Linked DNA regions of Mus musculus: regions 2, 3 and 4 are each linked to region 1. Evidence: chromatin contacts called from public ChIA-PET and Hi-C data. All regions are on one chromosome and are shown on one strand. The core of a region is the stretch at or near the end of the contact, and the rest is flanking DNA. Distances in the headings are between cores, read along the strand shown.

Region 1 (2,714 bases), core at 148-2,647:
GTGTACGAGTGTACACTCCTGAATCCCCTGTTTCATCGAGCATCAAAAACCATCAATCTTAGTTCTTTTCTCTTCTTTTCTGTTTTTTTGAGATAGGGTTTCTCTGTGTAACCCCGGCTGTCCTGGAACTCACTCTGTAGACCAGACTGGTCTTGAACTCAGAAATCTGCCTGCCTCTGCCTTCCAAGTGCTGGGATTAAAGGCATACACCACTGGCCGGCTAGTCCTTTTCTTGTACTTTATTCTGTATCCATATCCTCTGCATCTGATTGGATCCCTGGATTTTATTTCATTTTTGGTGTGACACTTTCCACAATATACCAATCTGCTGCTGCTCTGGGGGTTGAATGCCTTTCTGGGTGTTCATTGTTAGTGCCTCCACAGCTGGAAGAAGCTTCCTTTCTCTGCACTTAGAGTAAACTTTTATCCAAGTTCTTTGGGTGGGTTTCAGAGATTGAAATCAGTTTGCCAGACTTAGGGGAAAGCATCTTTTAACTGCTGAGTCATCTAGTCAGTTCTCACCACCAAAAAGCAAAGCAGCCAGGTGTTAAAGTCACGCCTTCAATCCCAGCCCTGGGGAGGCAGAGGCAGGCGGATCTCTGAGGTCAGAGGCCTGCCCTGTCTACAGAGCAAGTTCCAGGACAGCCAGGGTTACAAAGAAATCCTATCTCAAAAAAACAAAACAAAACAAAAACTGGTGTGTGTGTTGTGTGCCACATGTATGTATGTATGTATGCCACAGAGGCCAGAAGAGGGCGTTTTATCTCATAGAGATGGAGTTACAAATGGTTGTAAGCTGCACTATGCTGGTAATGGGCTTCTTTATTGTCAATCCCTCTCAATATATTTTGTTTGACATCATTATAGGTTTAACTTGTTCGTGACCTTCATCTTAACAATTCTAACTTTGTGCACTCCGCAGCCTTTCTGGAATCATTATTACTACGGGGAGTATGCGCGAAGTGTGTGAAGGCCCACACGTGCCATGGTGTAAAATAGAGGTCACAAATCAAACTCTGGGCATCAGGCTTGCATTACAAGAGCTTTTAGCCGACTAAGGCATCTCACTAACTCCTACTCTTTTTTTAATTAAGCAATTATTTCCAGGATTTGTAAGAATACTTCAGGGCCATTTTTCTCAAAAGGTCACTCTTTTTATGGGCAACAATCTTGGACAGCGAATCCGCTTATCTTTCACACAGGACCTGTGTTGATACAGAGTAAGTCACTGTGCGCTTAGGTCGCACGCGCCGGCAGCTCCTCGTTTGGCGACGCGAATTTCACTCTCAGAAGGATCAGTCAACCGGCTAACCTCAAAAGCTACTTCCGCTTCCCTTCCTACTAGCAGTGGCGCGGCAGTGACGCATTTCCGCCCACGGGGGCGTGGCAGTAGTCGCGCCGCCGCGGGTTGATGACGCAACGTGAATTCCTTCACCACGTGTGTGTCTGCTTGCCGGCTTTCGGGGGTCTTCTTGCCGTCGTGGGTTTTCGGCCGTCACCCCGCGGCCCCGTGGCCGCGGCCGGAGACTATGGAGCACCTCTCTGTGGAGCTGGTATCCGGGCCGCTGCGGCTAATCGCCGCCAAGAACGAGAAGAGCAGCGGCGAGCTGAACAGGTTCCTGGCCAAGTCGGTGAGCGTGGGCGAAGGGAGGCGGGCCCGGGTCGCGGAGCGCCGAGTCCCGGGAAAGGGCCTTTGTTTTTCGGGGTCAGCTTCCATTTCCTCGCCCCCTGCCCGGCGCTCAGGCCCTGGTGGAGTTCATGCCCTTCAGGAATCGGCGCGGTTGGTTTTTCTGCGAGGCTGCTTCTGTCCGCCTCCCCACCCCCCAGACACGTGCTTTTCCTTCCCTTTCCCCACCCCTCGGATGCTTTTAAGGATGCTTTTCTTTACTTTGACCCTTTGGCCCACTGACGAACATCCATAGTATTTTTTCTGGGCGTCTCAATACACCACTGAGGAGACGCAAAAATCTTGTCTCTACACCCGGGGAGTTCGCGTCTTCTTCGGTGACCGTTCATAACAAACAGCTGAAGGTTTTAACAAGACAGTTAAATTGGGAGATGAAAGACTTTTTAAATTTTATTTTTTTTATTTTTATTTTTTTTACCAAATGAGTCATGTGTTTTCAAGAGCTTTGCCGTATTGGCTTTTGCCTGAGTTGAGCATCCTTACTAGACAAGTTTTCACTTTGCGTTTTAATTTCTTTCTAAGTTTCCTTACCTGCTCTGTCTGTAAGCTTGAGTCAAGAGAGACGTGATTTTAATTTTGTAAAACTCTCAGCCAAGAGTGCATAAAGTACATACACACTCCATTGTTTTAGCAGTCAACAGCAGTGTAGCCCATCCAGTGGTTCGCAACCTGTGGGTCGCCTAAGACCAGCATATTTACATTACGATTCATAACAGTAGCAAAATTACAGTTATGAGTTAGCAACGAAAATAATTTTATGATTTGGGGTTACCACAAAATGAGGAACTGTATTGAAGGATTGTAGCATTAGGAAGGTTGAAAGTCACTGTTGTAGATGAATGAACCTGAGCCATTTGCAGCATTGTAGAATTCGCCAGAGAAAATTCTGAGAGTTTTTCCCGAGGTGTTGAACCTACTTTCTGTCACTGAATTACACCCTTAGCCAAAAGGCATCTTGTTTGTTTTTTCCTTTTGAGATAACATCTCTATTATGTAGCTCTGTATGTCTCCGAGTTCACTGTGTAGA
Region 2 (2,714 bases), core at 149-2,648, 510 kb before region 1:
ACAAAAGCCATCATCTGCCTGCTTTCCAGAAGCTGTAATATTTGGATATCTGAGTAGGGTCTCTAGGAGATGGTTCCATAAGCCCAGAGAAAGCTGCCTGGCTTCTAGGGACTGAAGGAATCACAACGGTTTTCAGGTGGCAGGCTGCTTAGCTGGAATTTTGTGTTACTGGTAGAAGGCACTAACCAATCTGGGCCTCAAAACCTATCAAGTGAGCTGAAAAGAAAAATCTCTCCCCTCTTTTGATCTGAGAGCTTGTTGCTGTTGTGGGGTATCTTATAGGAGTGCTAACCATTGAAGCTGGTCTTGAAGGTCTGGTGATTCGCTCTGCAGTTGGGAATCGCGAGTCATATCTGCAGAATCTCAAAGAGCAGCTCTGAAGACGGAAGATTGTGTTCTTTGTGATAGCAACACACAGGCGCTTGGAAACTCAAATCTTGGTCTTCCTTGCCGGAAACGGCTCCTTTTTGGCTGGTAAAGCAAGAAATGGAACTCTCTCAGAGTCTGCAGATCACAAACTCTTGATAGAGAGGTCTTCGACTAGAGCTCCAGGATTCCCAAGACATTCCACAGAAGCGGTTGGTAACGATGACTTCTGACCTCGTTCTCCTGGCCATTCTTCGTATACATCCCTTTGCCTTTCTCAAAGGATGTTAGTTGAAGAAAGGGTTCCTATACTAAGGGAAAGAAAGAGTGAGGGAGGAAAAGAGGAGATGGGAGAGAAAGGAGGGAGGAGGGCTTAGCAGAGAGACCATAGCCCATGAAAACCACAAGACCTACAAGGCTCACACAGCTTCTTAGAGAAAGCACTGTGTAGCTGGTGAACTTCCTGCAGGGGACTTCCCAAGCACACCTCAGTTAGTGGCTGTCTGCTCAAAGATGCCAAGGCTTTTGATTTCTCTCTTATGATCAGTTATAGGCAGTATCTAATGCTGATTCCCTTCGCCTTTTATTTAGCAATTTCCAAAATGAATTGGGCCTTACAGCTTTTGCCCTCTTCCTAGGGAGAACACTAGCTATGTGCTGTTATTTCGCCCAAGACAATCTTTTCACAGGGAGGCTTCGGTGTAGCTGAGCTGTTTGTCACATCTTGCTGCTGGGAGAGATTACACTATGAAAAGATGAATAGAACTGAAGCAATGTATTCAACAGTAACCACTCAGGAAAACAAATTCCTTCCTACACGAATCTCCCTTGGTAGCCACCGCTTCTATTACTGACTGGCTTCACTTTCTTGTCGGCATAAAAACAACCATCCAAGGTAAAATGTGTATGATATCCCAACGAATACCCACTGTCAAGAGGTTCCACTGTTTGACCCACCCTGCCCCCTACTTCCTCCGTACACCTGTGCTTATATTCTGGTGCCTGGCAACACATGGCAAGCAAGAGGTGATAGCCCAGGGGAATCCCCCGCCAAAGGGCAGATCTGACAAGACCATTATCAGATGAGACTGAGGTGTGAGGTGACTCAGACACTGTGAAATTTAAAAAAAAAAGCATGTTCATGTAGACCGGCTTTTCCTCTATCAGACAGCACGCCCTTAAGATGCTGTGTCTGAAGCAGCTCTGAAAACCGAGTCCTCTGTTAAATGAGATAGAGGCTCTTGTTGTTCAAATGATTCCCATAAGACAGACTTTTAAAATCAAAAGTCTTTTGCCCATTCGTACATTCGCTGAGCATGTACAAATCTTTTCAGGGCTTTGAGCTGAGTGCTGGCTCTGGAAACGGGGAGAAATAAGACAACTCCCTGCACAAACATTAGACAACCACTCTTTTAAAAAGTGTCAGGGCTTTTCTCCAAGATGGTGGCAAAGGTGGTTAAAAAAAAAAAAAGAAAGCTCTTGCCCCTTGCAAAGCCAAAGCAAAGGCCTTGATTTGCCTAAGAAGGCAGTCACAGCCGCAAAAAGAAGATCCGCATATCACCCACCTCTTGGCAGACCAAGACTCTGCAGCTCTGGAGGCAGCGTAAATACCCTCAAAGGAATGAACCCAGGAGACACAAGCTTGAGAACCATGCCGTCATCAAATTCCCTCTAACCACCGGGTTAGCCTCTCGAGAAGATAGAGGACAACGACATGCTCTTGTTCACTGTGGATGTCAAGGTCAACAAGCACCAGACCAAACAGGCCGTGAAGAAACTCTATGACATTGATGTGGCCAAAGTCAATACCCCGTAAGGCCTGATGGACAGAAGAAGGTGTACGTAGTAGGTCCGCTTGGCTCCCAATTATGATGCTCTGGATGTTGTCAGGAAGACTGGGGTCATCTAAACTGAGACCAGATGGCTAATTCTAAATATACAATTTTTCTTCACCATATGAATGAATGAATAAGTAAATAAATAAATAAATAAATAAATAAATAAATAACATGTTAAGTCTCAAAGAAACCCAGGACCAATGGCTAGCTGAGGTGGTTATCAACATATCAAAGCTGACACTGGCTGCCAGGCTCTCCATTACAGAGTAGCTGTTACAGAGTCCTGGCTTCCTCTCCAGCCCCCGACCTTAAAGTCCCCCTTCCTCTAGCATGTCTTTTTCTATAAAACTCTGCCATTATGGTTACGTGCTCTCTCCATCCGGTCATCGTCTTGGCTCCTGGTCCTCTCCCTTGCCCTCTCTTCTCTCCTCGTCTCTCTCACTCCCCTCCACTCCTCCTTACATGACCGCGCTCAGTCTGGACTCTTCCAACCACCTCTGGCTCTGCTCT
Region 3 (2,714 bases), core at 160-2,659, 410 kb before region 1:
TCCTGAGATGCCCCCTGATGGGCACATTGCACTTGGCTTTGAGGAAATGCGTTCTGAGTTCCAGACCTTCCACGTGGACTTTGGGATTCTGTGTTAAATGAGAGAGCAGAACTGAAGGCACGTGGGTCAGAGTCTGGCATGAGATGGTCCTGTACAAGCCGCCAATGGGGCCTGAGTTCGTGTCTGAGTTTCAGTCTCCCTCATTCAACACTTCAATTCCCACATATGTTAAACACCTCCTATGTGGCTTTGAATGCAAGTCTCTTCCGAAAAACAGGAACTGTGCTTCGGTTACCGGTTCTTGTGGTCGATAGGGCAGCTATTTTGATTTGTCAGAGGAGAGGAAAAGCAGTTAAATCTAGTTAAAATTAAAGCCAGTTAAAATTAACTGGCTCAGGAGATTTGAATGCAGCTGTTCCACACATTGAAACACGGAGAGTGAGTTGTTTTTTTTTTAAATTTTTTTATTACCACTCCTGATTATTACTGGTCATTACTTATTTTTGAGCCAGGGTGTAGATTATCTGCATGTTTTGTTCTAACAGAGGAAAGTAATAAGTGGGCGGCGGTGGTGTGTGTGTGTGTCTGTGTCTCTGTGTGTGTGTGTCTCTGTGTGTGTGTGTCTGTGTGTGTGTGTGTCTGTGTATGTGTGTCTGTGTGTGTGTGTGTCTGTGTGTGTGTGTCTGTGTGTGTGTGTGTGTGTCTGTGTGTGTGTGTCTGTGTCTCTGTATCTGTGTGTGTGTCTCTGTGTCTGTGTGTGTGTGTGTGTCTGTGTGTGTGTGTGCGCGCGCACGCGCGTGCGCGTGCATGCGTGCAGAGATTCTTGTGTGTCCCGGTTTTGTTGCACCCTGCATTGTACATGCCACAGTGCTGCGCAGTCAGCAGTCCCCTTGCTGACTCATGTGCCGGGGCTGTGGGGCTCCCTTGGCTGCTCTGCCTGCGGTGCTTAGGACCAGCATGGCCTGGGGAGGGTGGGAGGTCGGCTGTCATTGGGTCTGTGATCACTGTGAACTGGCTGGGTTCTTCTTCCCTCTGTCTCCCCAGCACAGCCTCTGGCTGGTAGGAAAAGCAGGCACATGTCTGCCTCTACAGGGACAGCATAGGGCACAACCTCATTTCTGGAAGAATTGGCTTTCACTTTATTGTTTTGGGAATCTTCAAACCCAGACAAATGGGTAAGGAGAGATTCTGCTGTTAACGACTTAGCACCCCCTCAAGGACTTTTTAAAACTTGAAGTGGACTTCCTTGGCATTACAGACACTTGGCCCATTTCTCCCTCTGTGGGCAGCAGAAACAGGAGGCAGGGCCAGTAAGGGGGTGTGACTAGCAAGTGAAGTCGTCCCCTGGTGACCACAGCCTTTGTTTATATCTGTTGCTGGCTATTGATGTGAAAACAAAAACAAAGCGCCTAGCCTGGGGTCAGGAAGATGCTGTCACCTGACTTAGCTGACTCCCTCTGCCTGTTTTGTTTACATAGCTCCGGTTTGGGTTTTTCGTCAGAAAGTGTGAAATGCTGTTTTTTCTGAGGTCGCTACATAAACTTCCTTTTGTGGACGGGAGTTGATCAGATCATCCTAGACTCCCAGACGATGATGCAAAGCTGCTGAGCTGGCGCAGGGAAAGCTGAGCAGGGGCTGAGACAGAGCCTCTTGCTAGCCTGGAGAAGCTTTCTCCAGGAAAGGAGGGCTCTCTGACCAGTAATAAAGAGAAAGCCACAGTGACTGTAGCATATGCTGACGGACGGTCTTGGTTTCTGTCGATAAGGGGTGACTCATCAGTGTCAATAGAATTGTGACTTCTAATAATAACACAGCGTGAGCCCTTCAAAACATGCGGTTTTAGCCCCTGCTCTCAGTGAAAGGTTGGAAAATGTTAGTTTGAGCTTTTTCCCCCCTGACCTCTTTATGTCACCAGAGTATGAAATCGTGTTTTTGTAGGTGTGATGGTGACCCCATTGTTTTTTCGTCTTACTGTTTTTAGTTTCGCTCTGACTAAGAAAGCAAAGTGGATTATTTCATCGCTCAGAAATCTGTGCACTAAGCGTTGCCTCCAGGGCTGTGTTTTGAGGGAAGTGTGGCTGAAAAGCAGATCCTCCCAGAATGCAGAAAGGAAAAAACTGAACAGACCACAGGCCACCGGGAGCTGGGCGCCTCCTACACAGTCTATTGTGAAGGGCTGTGGGCTTGCTGAGTAGCCCGATTGCCCTGTGAGTCATGGCCAAAGGATTCCAACAAGGGGGTTCACAGAAGAGAGTCAGCCCCGACAGAGAGGAAGCGAGCTGCCTGTGTCCATGGCCAGGGCTGCCGCTGTCCTGAGCACCAGCTTGCTCCAGTCTACATGTGGAGCCTTGCCTGTTCTCTGGCTAGTTTGGTTGGCTTTTGCTGCAGGCCATTCTGTCAGTGCTTTGCCACAAAGACTCTGAAGTTAGAACAAGGGACTCTCCAGGTTCAGGAGGAGCCTGCCTGCTCACATACCTGCGCTCTTAGCTTTCTAACCATTGCTCCCTCTTAATGTGTAGACCACCCTTTGTCCTGAGCTGCTGGGCAGGCCTTATACCTTCTCTGCCTGGTCAGGGAAGTGAATCCTTCACAGAGCACTCACAGGAGGAAAGAGGGTGGGAGGAAGGGAGGGAGGGTGGGAGGAAGGGAGGGAGGGAGGGAGGGAGGGAGAGAGAGAGAGAGAGAGAGAGAGAGAGAGAGAGAAATACAGCATT
Region 4 (2,714 bases), core at 56-2,555, 280 kb after region 1:
TCCACACCACCCCCAACAAATGTTTTAATCCTAAATTATGAGCACCAGCTTTGCAGCAGATGCAAGGTGATTTAACATAAAGCTTACTTTATGCTAAATTGCTTCCTAACACCCTAAACCGGCACTACTTAGGCACAGCCTGGGAAACTTAGGAAAGCGAAGGGAGAAGAGGGAGGGGGAGAGGAAGGAAGGAAGAAAATGGGAGTGGGACAATGGGGAGTGTTTCAAGGTAAATGTCCCCTCAAAATACATGCACACAGTCTTTGTCAGAGTGTGACTGTCCATTGGAGACAGCTTATAAAGCACTAACCAAATTCAAATGAGGCCTTGAGGGAGGGCCCTCCTCCACTCTGACTGGCGATATTGCGGGACACAGACAAGCAATGCAGGGAAGACCATGCCAGTGTAGATGAGAGGAGAGCCATCTTCCAGGCAAGAGGAGGCCTCAGAGGAAAGTTCCTGCTAGTTCAGCCTCCTGCTGACATACCAGAGGGCATCAGATCTCATGACAGATGGTTGTGAGCCACCGTGTGGTTGCTGGGATTTGAACTCAGGACCTCTGGAAGAGCAGTCAGTGCTCTTAACCACTGAGTCATCTCGCCAGCCCCCAGCTTGATGTCTACTGTAATACTCTGCCCCAAAACAAGAAAGAGACAAGGAGGCAGAGAAGGGAGGAGAGAGGAAAGGGAGGGGAAGGGAAAGGCACAAGAGATGAATGGAAGGGGCATAAAGGAGGGAGGGAGGAAAAGAGAGAGGGAAGGGGGAGGTAAAGAGGGAGGGAAGGGGAGGGAGGCATCAGAGAGAAAGGACAACACAAGCTTCCCATAGAGGAATTGTGGAGCAACTCCACAACCCTGAACACACAAAGGATGAACATGTCTGAGGCCTGCCTGACGCAAACCTCATACGGACCATGAAGATTCATCAGGGTCTATCAAGGATGCCAGGGTCACAAGTTCCCTGCTGAGAAAAAAGTCAAATTCTGTTCAAACCACTCTTTTCTTAAAAAGTAAAACAAGCCGACCTTAATGTTGCTGACGTTTTAAATGGCAGTGTACTAAGTCTTTCTGCTTCTTCATTTCCACACAGTAAATGGATTTTTTAAGCTTTGTCAGAACAATGTACCGGCCTGAGCGCAAGAGCAGCTCTGCCCCTCTCCCATGGGTGTTAATGCAGCTCCCCGGGGTCTGGGCAAGGGCAGCCAGCAGCTCCCGGGGGAGGCAGTGGGTGAGCCCTCTGCAGATTAGAGTGGTAGTTTGTGGAGCAAGAACAATGTTGCTGTGACTCAGAGCCAGAGGCACAGTCAATGCTGCTCAGTCTAAGCCATCAGGGCCAGTGATCAGAGGGGCAGTAGCTGGCAGAGGGCACAAAGGCTGCCCTCAAACGTGAAATCAGACCCAAGCCTTGCCGGTGGCCAGCTCTGCTCTCCTCTCTTTAAAGTCAGCCAGGTTTTCATGAAACAGGTTCCTGAAAAGGGCATCATTATTGTCTGTTCTCAAGAAAGGCAACTCAGTCAGGTTTGAATGTGGAGAGCTGGGTTCTCAGACACATTACCAGTGCTAACTACAAGGAAACCACTTTTCCTTGTGCTAATTACAAGGAGCAGGGAGGAAACAGGCCAGGCCGAGAACAAATGCCTCAAAAACAAAAAAGTGAAAGAAAGAAAGAAAGAAAGAAAGAAAGGAAGAAGGAAAGAAAAGTCTACTTGCTTTTCAGAGGAGGGACTGGGCTTTGCAGAGAGCAGTCTGCCTCCCTGCCCAAATGCAGCAACCCACTCTGCCCTAATTAATAGCATCTGGCAGCGTTGTACAGTGATGATCTCAGAGCAGCTTATAATCAATCCTTGGGCTCTCCTGGATCAGAACTACAGCACAACGTTCTCCTCTCGCAACCTCTGGTGTTGCTTTTTAAATACAAAGCCCATCAGATATAATGTGGCTTTTGTTTGGGGAGCACTGAACGCATCCTCCATCAACACTAATCAGAAATGCGCCTTATGAAACTGGGATGCTGATTTCCATCCAATCCAGGGGGCCGGGAGATCCAGAACACAGGCTAAATGTTGCTTAGGATTTACTCTTTTATTCTTGGAGTAATTTAAAGATAATTCCAAAGGTCGGGTAGGGAGGACATGGTAGCACAGAGGTCTACAGCAAAATTGGGCATGATTTTATATTTCTTTCTTTTTTTATTTTTTTAAAGATTTATTTATTATTATATCTAAGTACACTGTAGCTGTCTTCAGACACACAAGAAGGCATTAGATTTATTTATGGATGGTTGTGAGCTACCATGTGGTTGCTGGGATTTGAACTCAGAACCTTCAGAAGAGCAGTCAGTGCCCTTAACCGCTGATCCAACTCTCCAGCCCATATTTCATTTTATTATTCGATGTACTTATTTATTATATGTAAATACACTGTAGCTGTCTTCAGACATCCCAGAAGAGGGCATCAGATCTCATTACTGATGGTTGTGAGCCACCATGTGGTTGCTGGGATTTGAACTCAGGACCTTAGGAAGAGCAATCAGTGTTCTTAACCGCTGAGCCATCTCTCCAGCCCCTACATTTTATTTTCAAACACACAAATTCATGGTCACTTTTAAGACGGCCAGTAAATTGTTAGTACAATCTTCTTCACCAAAGGAAGAATAAAATTTGTCCATTTAGGATTTAAAAAGACTGAGCCACACAGAATAGACAACTGGTTCTG

The links. A called contact is a pair of places that touch in the nucleus more often than the background predicts. ChIA-PET counts read pairs in DNA pulled down with a chosen protein or histone mark.
Region 2: a contact with region 1 is called in an RNA polymerase II ChIA-PET map of memory CD8 T cells, with 60 read pairs. The contact joins the enhancer-like site here to the promoter of Mdn1 in region 1. A contact is called at or near these places in 1 of 39 promoter capture datasets (cranial neural crest), 1 of 484 Hi-C or Micro-C datasets (bone marrow-derived macrophages) and 3 of 115 datasets of contacts at active chromatin or transcription factors (bone marrow-derived macrophages, effector CD8 T cells and memory CD8 T cells).
Region 3: a contact with region 1 is called in an RNA polymerase II ChIA-PET map of memory CD8 T cells, with 154 read pairs. The contact joins the enhancer-like site here to the promoter of Mdn1 in region 1. A contact is called at or near these places in 7 of 39 promoter capture datasets (the 3T3-L1 cell line, the C10 cell line, cranial neural crest and 2 more) and 1 of 115 datasets of contacts at active chromatin or transcription factors (memory CD8 T cells).
Region 4: a Hi-C map of pre-B cells shows a contact between it and region 1, with 2.7 times the contacts expected there. The contact joins the enhancer-like site here to the promoter of Mdn1 in region 1. A contact is called at or near these places in 17 of 39 promoter capture datasets (the C10 cell line, the HPC-7 cell line, the SN4741 cell line and 9 more), 4 of 484 Hi-C or Micro-C datasets (the N1E-115 cell line, embryonic stem cells and pre-B cells), 4 of 115 datasets of contacts at active chromatin or transcription factors (embryonic hindbrain, embryonic stem cells, epiblast stem cells and 1 more) and 1 of 9 other capture datasets (adipose tissue).

Annotation. Positions count from the first base shown.
Region 1 is chr4:32,655,722-32,658,435 of GRCm38.p6, forward strand. It overlaps Mdn1 (midasin AAA ATPase 1), which reads left to right and starts at 1,398. Exons shown (of 102, transcript NM_001081392.1): 1 at 1,398-1,631. The coding sequence starts at 1,530.
Region 2 is chr4:32,147,948-32,150,661 of GRCm38.p6, forward strand. No RefSeq gene overlaps it. Among named protein-coding and RNA genes, the nearest start is that of Gm52717, 12 kb to the right of the region's middle. Within about 2 kb of position 1,399, at least 37 of the 459 cell types and tissues checked have an H3K27ac peak or open chromatin away from gene starts, as enhancers often do. A contact at or near this core is called in effector CD8 T cells and memory CD8 T cells, where this site is marked.
Region 3 is chr4:32,249,017-32,251,730 of GRCm38.p6, forward strand. It overlaps a transcript of Bach2 not described here. Among named protein-coding and RNA genes, the nearest start is that of n-TGccc3, 20 kb to the left of the region's middle. Within about 2 kb of position 1,410, at least 343 of the 459 cell types and tissues checked have an H3K27ac peak or open chromatin away from gene starts, as enhancers often do. A contact at or near this core is called in memory CD8 T cells and pre-B cells, where this site is marked.
Region 4 is chr4:32,938,381-32,941,094 of GRCm38.p6, forward strand. All of the region lies in intron 1 of Ankrd6 (ankyrin repeat domain 6), which reads right to left. Among named protein-coding and RNA genes, the nearest start is that of Ankrd6, 11 kb to the right of the region's middle. Within about 2 kb of position 1,306, at least 56 of the 459 cell types and tissues checked have an H3K27ac peak or open chromatin away from gene starts, as enhancers often do. A contact at or near this core is called in the N1E-115 cell line and second pharyngeal arch cranial neural crest, where this site is marked.